Linked DNA regions of Mus musculus: regions 1 and 2 are each linked to region 3. A link is a contact called in public targeted proximity ligation data. All regions are on one chromosome and are shown on one strand. The core of a region is the stretch at or near the end of the contact, and the rest is flanking DNA. Distances in the headings are between cores, read along the strand shown. Region 1 overlaps Rcl1 (RNA terminal phosphate cyclase-like 1). Region 2 has its middle 35 kb from the start of Gm41829. Region 3 holds the start of Plgrkt (plasminogen receptor, C-terminal lysine transmembrane protein).

Evidence for each region.
Region 1: a targeted proximity ligation map of hepatocytes shows a contact between it and region 3, with 5 times the contacts expected there. A contact is called at or near these places in 10 of 39 promoter capture datasets (the 3T3-L1 cell line, the C10 cell line, cranial neural crest and 6 more), 48 of 484 Hi-C or Micro-C datasets (the C2C12 cell line, the G1E-ER4 cell line, the N1E-115 cell line and 26 more), 12 of 130 datasets of targeted methods (astrocytes, bone marrow-derived dendritic cells, double positive thymocytes and 7 more) and 4 of 9 other capture datasets (adipose tissue, embryonic stem cells, liver and 1 more).
Region 2: a contact with region 3 is called in a targeted proximity ligation map of bone marrow-derived dendritic cells, with 3 times the contacts expected there. A contact is called at or near these places in 16 of 484 Hi-C or Micro-C datasets (the AML12 cell line, CD4 T cells, the G1E-ER4 cell line and 3 more), 7 of 130 datasets of targeted methods (CD8 T cells, bone marrow-derived dendritic cells, bone marrow-derived macrophages and 3 more) and 3 of 9 other capture datasets (adipose tissue, liver and pancreatic islet).

The regions. Positions count from the first base shown.
Region 1 is chr19:29,130,390-29,133,089 of GRCm38.p6, reverse strand. It overlaps Rcl1 (RNA terminal phosphate cyclase-like 1), which reads right to left. Exons shown (of 9, transcript NM_021525.2): 7 at 2,284-2,440. Among named protein-coding and RNA genes, the nearest start is that of Mir101b, 3.5 kb to the left of the region's middle.
Region 2 is chr19:29,208,791-29,211,490 of GRCm38.p6, reverse strand. No RefSeq gene overlaps it. Among named protein-coding and RNA genes, the nearest start is that of Gm41829, 35 kb to the left of the region's middle.
Region 3 is chr19:29,360,453-29,363,152 of GRCm38.p6, reverse strand. It overlaps Plgrkt (plasminogen receptor, C-terminal lysine transmembrane protein), which reads left to right and starts at 1,282. Exons shown (of 6, transcript NM_026362.2): 1 at 1,282-1,356; 2 at 2,226-2,336. It also overlaps a transcript of Cd274 not described here.

The DNA.
Region 1 (2,700 bases), core at 195-2,694, 230 kb after region 3:
CTTGGAAAGAAGACAGGAGCAGTGGAGGGGTACGGCTCACAGGCACTGGGAAAGCGCCAGGCTCTATTCTATATTCTATAGAGGGTGAGGAGCCAGTGCAGGGCTCTGCAAATGGGCAGAAGGAGACTGAGTCCAGGTATGGAAGGAAATGAGAGGGAGGTTGAAGAGGATGTGCAAAGAATCTCCCGCTGAAGACAAGAGCGGCTCCCACTCGAGTGTGAGGTGAGGAGAGGTGGAAAGACAGCAGGACAGAACCCCTGGTACATGGTAACCCATGAGCAGAAACTGGTACACGGAAACCCCTGAGCAGAAGGAACTGGGTCAGAGACTCACTCTCTCTCTCTCTATATATATATATGAGGGTCTTATGCTTCCATGTCACACCACAGACCTACAGAGAATTAGTCAAAATAGCATGAAGTGTTTCAGCCTTTTAGTAATTAAGGACTAGACACTAACAGGAAGTTTTCTTAATGACTAAAACAAAGCAAACTTGCTTGAGGAACAATAATAGTTTTTAAAAGACCTCAATTAATCTAACACAGGTTTTCCTCCCGTGACTGGTGGGAAACCCAAATGCCAGCTGTGCCCATGGGCTCCTGCTGAACTCCTCTGGGTCATGGTGTCTGCCGTTCTCCCATGGTCTCCTAGAAAGGGACGTAAGTGTCCCCATAGTTGGAGAGAGGACACAGCAGCCCACAAGGTCAGGTGGAGACCTACACAAGCCAACGAGAATCTCAGAGGCAGACAGTTACCACTGTACCCTTCTACCTGACAACACAGAGATGGGAAATGTTATAAAACTCTATGAATTAAGTAACTGGTGAATCAATGGCTTTATCCTTCTACCCACAGACGTCTAACTACCACCTATCTCTCAAAACCAGCGCTAGATCTGTCATTAAAAATAAACTGATGTGGCACCAAAAACCCTGCACCAGACCTGGGCTACACAAGATTACTGACAGGCCGTGTCCTAAAGGAGGTCTCACTCCCTGGCTCCACTGCTCCTAGCAGCAAGCACAATGGCTACGCCTTGCTCTTCAGCTGTATCAGGAGGGGCTCCTATCTTTAATTAGGTAGAATGATGACGTTCATCACATGACTAGTGCGCAGGGTTCAAGGCCGGCTTGGATCAGCTTGGACAGGGGAGCAGACTACAATTGTAAGCAGTCTTCAACTGTGCAGGAACTGTATCCATAATGGGCTCGCTTAGGAACACACTTTCCTCTTGCCAGCATCTTCTCTTCCCTCACGATCTCCTCCTTCCTGTCAGACACCTCAGCCGTGGGAAAGTCAAGTGTGTGCTCACTTTTGTGCCTGCTGCACATGTGATCAACAGTTTGTAGCCATGAAGAAGTCAGGTCACCTGCCTGACCTGCATCCTACCCACACAACCACAGACACACGTAGTAACTGGCTAAAGTCTATCTTTAACAATGCCAAGTTCTCACACTTCCCAGAGCCTCCACCACGCTGTGACAGTCTGGCCTTCCCCAAACAGTCTTCAATGCCCTAGAATAAACGGCACAACTCTATCCACACACAAATCCAGATTTCTACCTTGATAAATCTGAAGGTGAGTCCCTATCTCCACAGAGCAGCAGCTGGGGCAGCTGAGAGGCTGTAGTCCTGGGACTAAAGAAATGGCTTGGAGTTAAGCCCACTTGCTGCTCACGAAGAGCACTCAGATTCACCACAGCACTCACAGACTGGCTCGTAGCCACGTACTGCAGGGGATCTGACAACCTCTTCTGGCCTTCCCAGGCACCAAGTATGTATGTGGTGCACATATATTCATGCAGGCAAACACACAGAAAAATCAAAACAGATGGGGAGAGGTGTGTGTGTGTGTGTGTGTGTGTGTGTGTGTGTATGTGTGTGTGTGAGAGAGAGAGAGTGAGAGAGAGGGAGGGAGGGAGGGACAGAGACAGACAGAGGCAGATGAAAGAGGGGTGGTGGTAGAAGTGGGGGACACTCCTTTTGGTCAGGCCAGTGCGCCAGCCATCATCTTAGCCTTCCCTGGTTGCTTTATTTTGAACCCTCACTCCCTCCTCTCCTCCGTCCCCATGAAAAGCTATATCTTCTGTGTCCCAGTAGAGCAGACTTGTTCATGGACTAGTTCAATGAACCCATTCAACTAGTTAATTCTAAACTGCTTGATACTCGAACACAGGCGAGCTCTTTAGCTCAAGTGCCCAGAAAGGAGTACAGAAGGAAAGACATCCGATCGTCTTTTCCTGACTGTTCCTTTCTCTGCGCCTGCAGAGCCAGGGGACATACCCTGTAGATCTCTTCAAGTAGCAGCTTTGCACAGTTCCTGCCGAGGTCCTCGGGAAGCACTGCTGCTCCCTGGCCCTGGGGATTGGAGGCCAGTTCCGCACTCAGGAAGGTACCGTTGGTAGTCTCTGCAACCAGCGACAGCCCAAAGCCTGGAGACCTAGAGATGCAAGGGCGGACACCCAGTAAGCAAAGGCACACACGGGGCACACAGCGAAGACAGATGTGTTCTTCATTAGAGGAGTAGACTCCGAGGAACACTAAGAAGAACCAAGGCGAGAGGAAGTTTGCATGCCCTTGCTTCCTCCCTCTCTGCACTTTACAAAGACTCTCACAGTACCTAACAATCACAGAATATGATGTCAACAGGCTTCCAGGTATCCGAGCATGCAAATAACATCAACGTTAGCTCAGTCTTGT
Region 2 (2,700 bases), core at 116-2,615, 150 kb after region 3:
CAGAACATCTCTGCGTAAATATCTGTCTCGCACAGGCTCAGTCATGTATCTGCGGGCCAGTAAGGGTGTGTGTGTGTGTGTGTGTGTGTGTGTGTGTGTGTGTGTGTGTGTGTACATGTGCGTGTGCAATTGCTCAGCTTCTAGGCTAAGTCACGGGTATGCTGTCATTTGGATTTGGCACCAAGAGGCTGAGTGATGATCTGCTAAGTTTGCTTGCTTTAACCTTGGTGTGCAGGTAACTGAACATGGAAAGTCTTTTAAGCCAAGTTTATGGAAAGACACTTCAGACATTCACTTCGCCAGAGAAAGTGACTTTCGCCATCTTGTCTTGGGAGAATATGCCACCATCATTTCTGTGCTGGGACTAAAGGCATGGGGAAACCTCTCTTCTGAAACAAAACAGACAGACAAACAGACAAACAGACAAAAACCTGGCTTCTCAAGACACCAGGCTACAGTACAGGGTCAGGGAGTATCTTAAAGCACATCTGCGTTCAGATTTAAAAAAAAAAAAAAAAGCCCTCATGTTCATAGTGATGAATTTTCCCATCTGAATGTCTGCATTTAGAGGGGGAAATCTAACTGCTACCCAGGAACCCCTGGAGTTGTGCTATATTCTGATGCCGGGTGAGCGTCAATGCGGTAGAGAGGAAGATAGAATTTAAGATTTCCAGAAGCCAATGTAAACAGGCAGAGAGAAAAGGTCTTTGATGATGCCTAGAAGAACTGGGGAACCCGAGGTTCTCCTCAGAAGTGACTTCTGAAGCGCAGTCCCTACAGGTCCCCTCATGGAAGAACAAGGCAGTTTGTTACAGACTGTTTTCTTGCTCTAAAGATTTTTAGAAATTTTTAGGTCATGTTATGGGCGTTTCGTCCCGCATGGACATCTGTGGACATGCAGTGTCTGCAGAGGCCAGAAGAGGGCATGAGATTCCCCCTGGAACTGGAGTTACAGAAGGGTTGTAAGCTGCCTGTGGGTGCTGAGAATTGAACTTGGATCCCCAACAAGAGCAGCCAGTGTCGAGTCATCTCTACCTCCTGGAAAATCTTTGCAACCACAACTGTTTTTTTACATGCGACAAAACCGAAATGAAATTACCTAATTATGTAGTGGCCGTCGAGAGAAAAGTAGAAAGTATAATTTTAAAAATTAATTCCGTGAGGGAGGCTGTGTTCAGAGCTGCCTTGACTTCAGTGGCTCTCTCTAAGAGTCACTCGGGAGTTTGACTTGACCTACAGATAAAACCTGAAATTAAGGGGAAAGTACACAGACAGCGTGTTCTTTTATAGTTCCTTAACTTGTTTCTCTTAGAGAAGGTTCAAAAGGATTCTGAGGACTTGAGCTCTTCGTGCTGCTGATGTATGATTACGACAGGCGTCAGCAAACGGCATCTCACTTCCTGTTTCTGTGTTATTCACAAGGCAACTTCTGTGTATTCTAAATGGTTGAAAAAGTCAAGGGCCGGGGACACATTTCTGTGGTAGAGAGTTTGCCTAGCATGAGCAAGGCACCTAGGTTCATAGGTTCAAGTCTAAGCAGCACAATAAGGGCAGAGGTAAGTGGCAGGTAGGGGCATAACTTGTGAGGTGTGAGAATTCTGTGAGACTGAAATGTTTATAAATAAAGTTTTATTGGTACACCGCTATACCCCTTCATGTACTTGTTGTCTATAAATACTTTCATACAACAACAGAGTGACATCGTTACAACAGAAACTATTGATCTCAAAGTCTAAAATATGTACCCAGTGGCCTGTGACAGAAAGGTTTGCCAACGTTCAGAATATACTGCTGATCTGACAATAACTTCCTTGCAATCACAAAAGTGGACAGAGTTCTCTCCCAGGAGCCGCTCTTGAAAGTCTAGGTTCAAAGTGATGTGGAAATGGAGTGTACTTCAGGAGGTCTCAGGAAATATTACTCCTGTTAATTAGAGGTTTTACATCTATTCTTAAGTTTGGTGACGGTGACGGTGATGATGATGGTGATGGTGATGATGATGATGATGGTGTGTGTGTGTGTGTGTGTGTGTGTGTGTGAGAGAGAGAGAGAGAGAGAGAGAGGTGTCAGGGAGATGAGCATGCCTTACCATGCATGTGACAGTCAGAGGACATCGTTGGAGGGTCAATTCTCTCCATCCACCTTTACACAGGAATCAGGGGATGGAATTCCGGTCTCAAGGCAAGTACCTTTACCTGCTGAGCCACCTCACTGACCCTTCCCTCCTGTCTTCGCAGATGAAAAGAGACTTCTGGGGAAAGATGATACAAAGTCCCAGAATCTCTACTCTCAGTATCATGAAAATAAACAAGTGAGAGGAAAAATTTTAAATGAATAAATCCATAATAATTAAGCCAGGCAGAGATTAAATTTTCCTTAACTTCAAGAATTCATTAGTAATTGGGGGAGCGAATTTAGGGGGGGTGGGGCGCGGGAAGCAGCAGTGACTTAGTTACTGAAATGCATGTCAGCAGGGCTGCAGAGTCAATACCATCTACAGAGAGACTGAAGGACTCTCTGCTCAAGGCCTTGTCAGTGCTGAGTTGGAGAAGTGGATAAGAGAAGTTAGAAGTGACATACTGGATTGCTTGAGGGGAATGAACTCAAATCTCGCTCTTCTGAGCTGCCAGAAAATTCTCAGCAAACACAGCAGAGCCCAATTACAGAGTGCACTCAGCTCGGCCAAGCTCCCTTCCTCCC
Region 3 (2,700 bases), core at 33-2,532:
GAGGCCAGCCTGGTCTACAGAGTGAGTTCCAGGACAGCCAGGGCTACACAGAGAAACCCTGTCTCAAACAACAACAGCATCAACAACAACAACAAAAAAAAAATAACAAAAACAAAAGAAGTCCGTTTCATTTATACGAACTATCTAGAATATGTAAGTCTTTGAAAAGGTAGAACATAGATTAAGATGGGGTCTCTAGGGTGACTGCATGTGACATTATCCATAAAGATAGGTTCTATAGATTGACTGAGAAAAACAGCTCATGATGAGGGAAGGATCTGGTGAGGTCTCGCACACACAGTGCAAATGTTAACCACTTCTGCTCCCAGTCTTCTGGGCGGAAAACACATTCTAAATCTTTCTCTTTGAAGCTACAACCCTGTGTGTTTAACATTCTTGGTTCCCACAGTGTTTATCTGAAGGTACAACGACCTCTGTTCCTCGTACAGGTTACAGAGCTGGGAACAGAACGGAGACAAGTTTAGTCTGCACGTATAGACACTACTTCCTACCTTAGGGATGGGCTACTTGTTTCTCTCCAAAAGCATTTACTCCTAGCAACACCCATCTCCTCCCACAAATAGAACTAAATAAAGATTCTGTTGCAATTTTCCCATCCAAGTAATGTTTGGAATGAGGGATCTAAAAGTCAGAATAAGGAACACTGGAACTAAAAACATCTATACAAGCCTGCGAGGCTAGATATGCCTGGAAGAGGCTAGATTGCCTTCTCTAAGGTGTGGAGCCAACACATGCTAATGCAGAGCCCTTCCTAAAGGTTGTGATTCACATACTATTTCCCCAACCGGTTACATAGTAAGTGCTAATGGGTCCAGTGTTTCCTAGTGAAGTTCGGAGTTGTACTATAGACAGACAATTCTGGTAGGAGTACGAAATATGGAAAACGCATAGGGAAATACGGAAATTCTGGTCACTGTCTGCTTTTGTTCCCTGGTTACCTTTAAGCGAGATTTGGTGATGGGTTTTGTTGTTGTTTTTGTTTTGTTTTTGAGGCACCGGACTCCGAGGACTTGAAACATTTCCACGCTGCTTCCTTGGGCCTTCCCTCAAAATCACGCACCTTACAAGACCATGCAGGTTGGAATTTGCGGTTCTGTCCCGCCCCGCCCACCTCCCGGCTCCAGGCGCCTGCACCGGAAGAACACCCCAGGCCTCCGCGGGCACCCGAGCGCTTAAGGGAGCCAAAGGCCACGCTGATTGGTTGAAGCTCGTGATCCACTGTCATAGCCAACCAATCCTGGGGCTCTGCCGAAGCAAGGTACTGTCCCTGCGCTGATCGCTCTGGAGCTCTGGCTAGAGGCCTCTGCTGCGGTCACCGTCCCCGCACCGTGTCGCGTGAGTGTTTCGGGTCACAGACACCTGGGAGGGAGGGGTCGGCTCCGTCGCACGGTCCCGCACAGCTGCAGCTCTGGCTGGGCAGGGAAGGCCAGGGCTCTGGGTTCTTGCTGATGCCTCCGAGGCTGACAGGTATTGCCAACCCAGTTCTGTGAGTGTGATCTCTCTGTACCATTGTCACCAAGTTGGGACAAGACTGCAGAGTGCAATGGACAGGAAAATGGAATTCCTTTAGGGAAATACCTATATGACGCTAAACTGGCTCAACAGAGCGAGAGTGGAAACAAAACAAAACACCCCCAGAGGTTATGTGCTTCCTGCTAGGGGACTTGGTTTGGAAGAGTTATTGAGAATGATAGTGATGTTGTGACTAGCCAAAAATTCTGGTACTAAATCAGGGAAGAAATCTGGATGACAGAAATCGTGTAGAATTTCTTTCCTTCTAAATGGAATCCAGGTTCCAAGGATGACCAGGGAAAGTCTGTCTGGGATCTGTACAATCAGGACACCCTTCCCAACACGCCTTTCCAGAGTAATTTGAATCATGGCCTCTTGGAACAGGAGACACGCCTGCCTCCCCATCCTCAACCCAAAACAAACAAACAAACAAAAATCCAGGAGCAGCCTGGACTCACATCTGTATCCTCCATCCTATAGGACATGGTGGTTGTCTGTGTTGCCTGTAATAAGTCAGTTTGGGGCCACGCTTACTTATCGCTGATAATATCGTGTCTCTGGGAGAGAGACATTTGGAGGTATTTGGGACATCCTAAGGAAAGAGTGCAACATGGCTTTGTTAGGTATGGTCAGAAGAGGTTGGAAACACTGTTCAAGGGTGAAGTTACAGGGTGTGGCATGCTCATTGGCAGGTGAGATCTCCAGAGGGACACTCCTGTTTGCCTTCTATATTTAACCGTGTACCTGAGATTTCCCCCGACACATCCAAAGTCCAAGTCCAAGAGAGCAAGGCCCAGAAGGAGGTAAGCCTAAATCCTAGCTAGCTTTTCAAAGTGTTTCTCTTCTCTTCTCTAGACGATTGACTGAAAGATTGTCCGACCACTTCAAGGGATGGAGAGCTAACCCCCTTAGGCCAAGGGACTGAGGGGAGAGTGTGTGTGTGTGTGTGTGTGTACTAGAAAACAGTCGGTTTCTTTGAAGATGTTTGAAGATGCTTGCAGCAGATGTAAAAATTCAACCGTCTGCTCCGACATGCAAAAGAAAACTAAAGGATGTTGAGCAGCCTGACAAGGTTGATCTTCTGTCAAGCATTCCTTATTTTGTGCAATTATTTGTGTGAAATAGAAGCCACAGAGACTATCATGATGGATGATAACACTTCTCCTG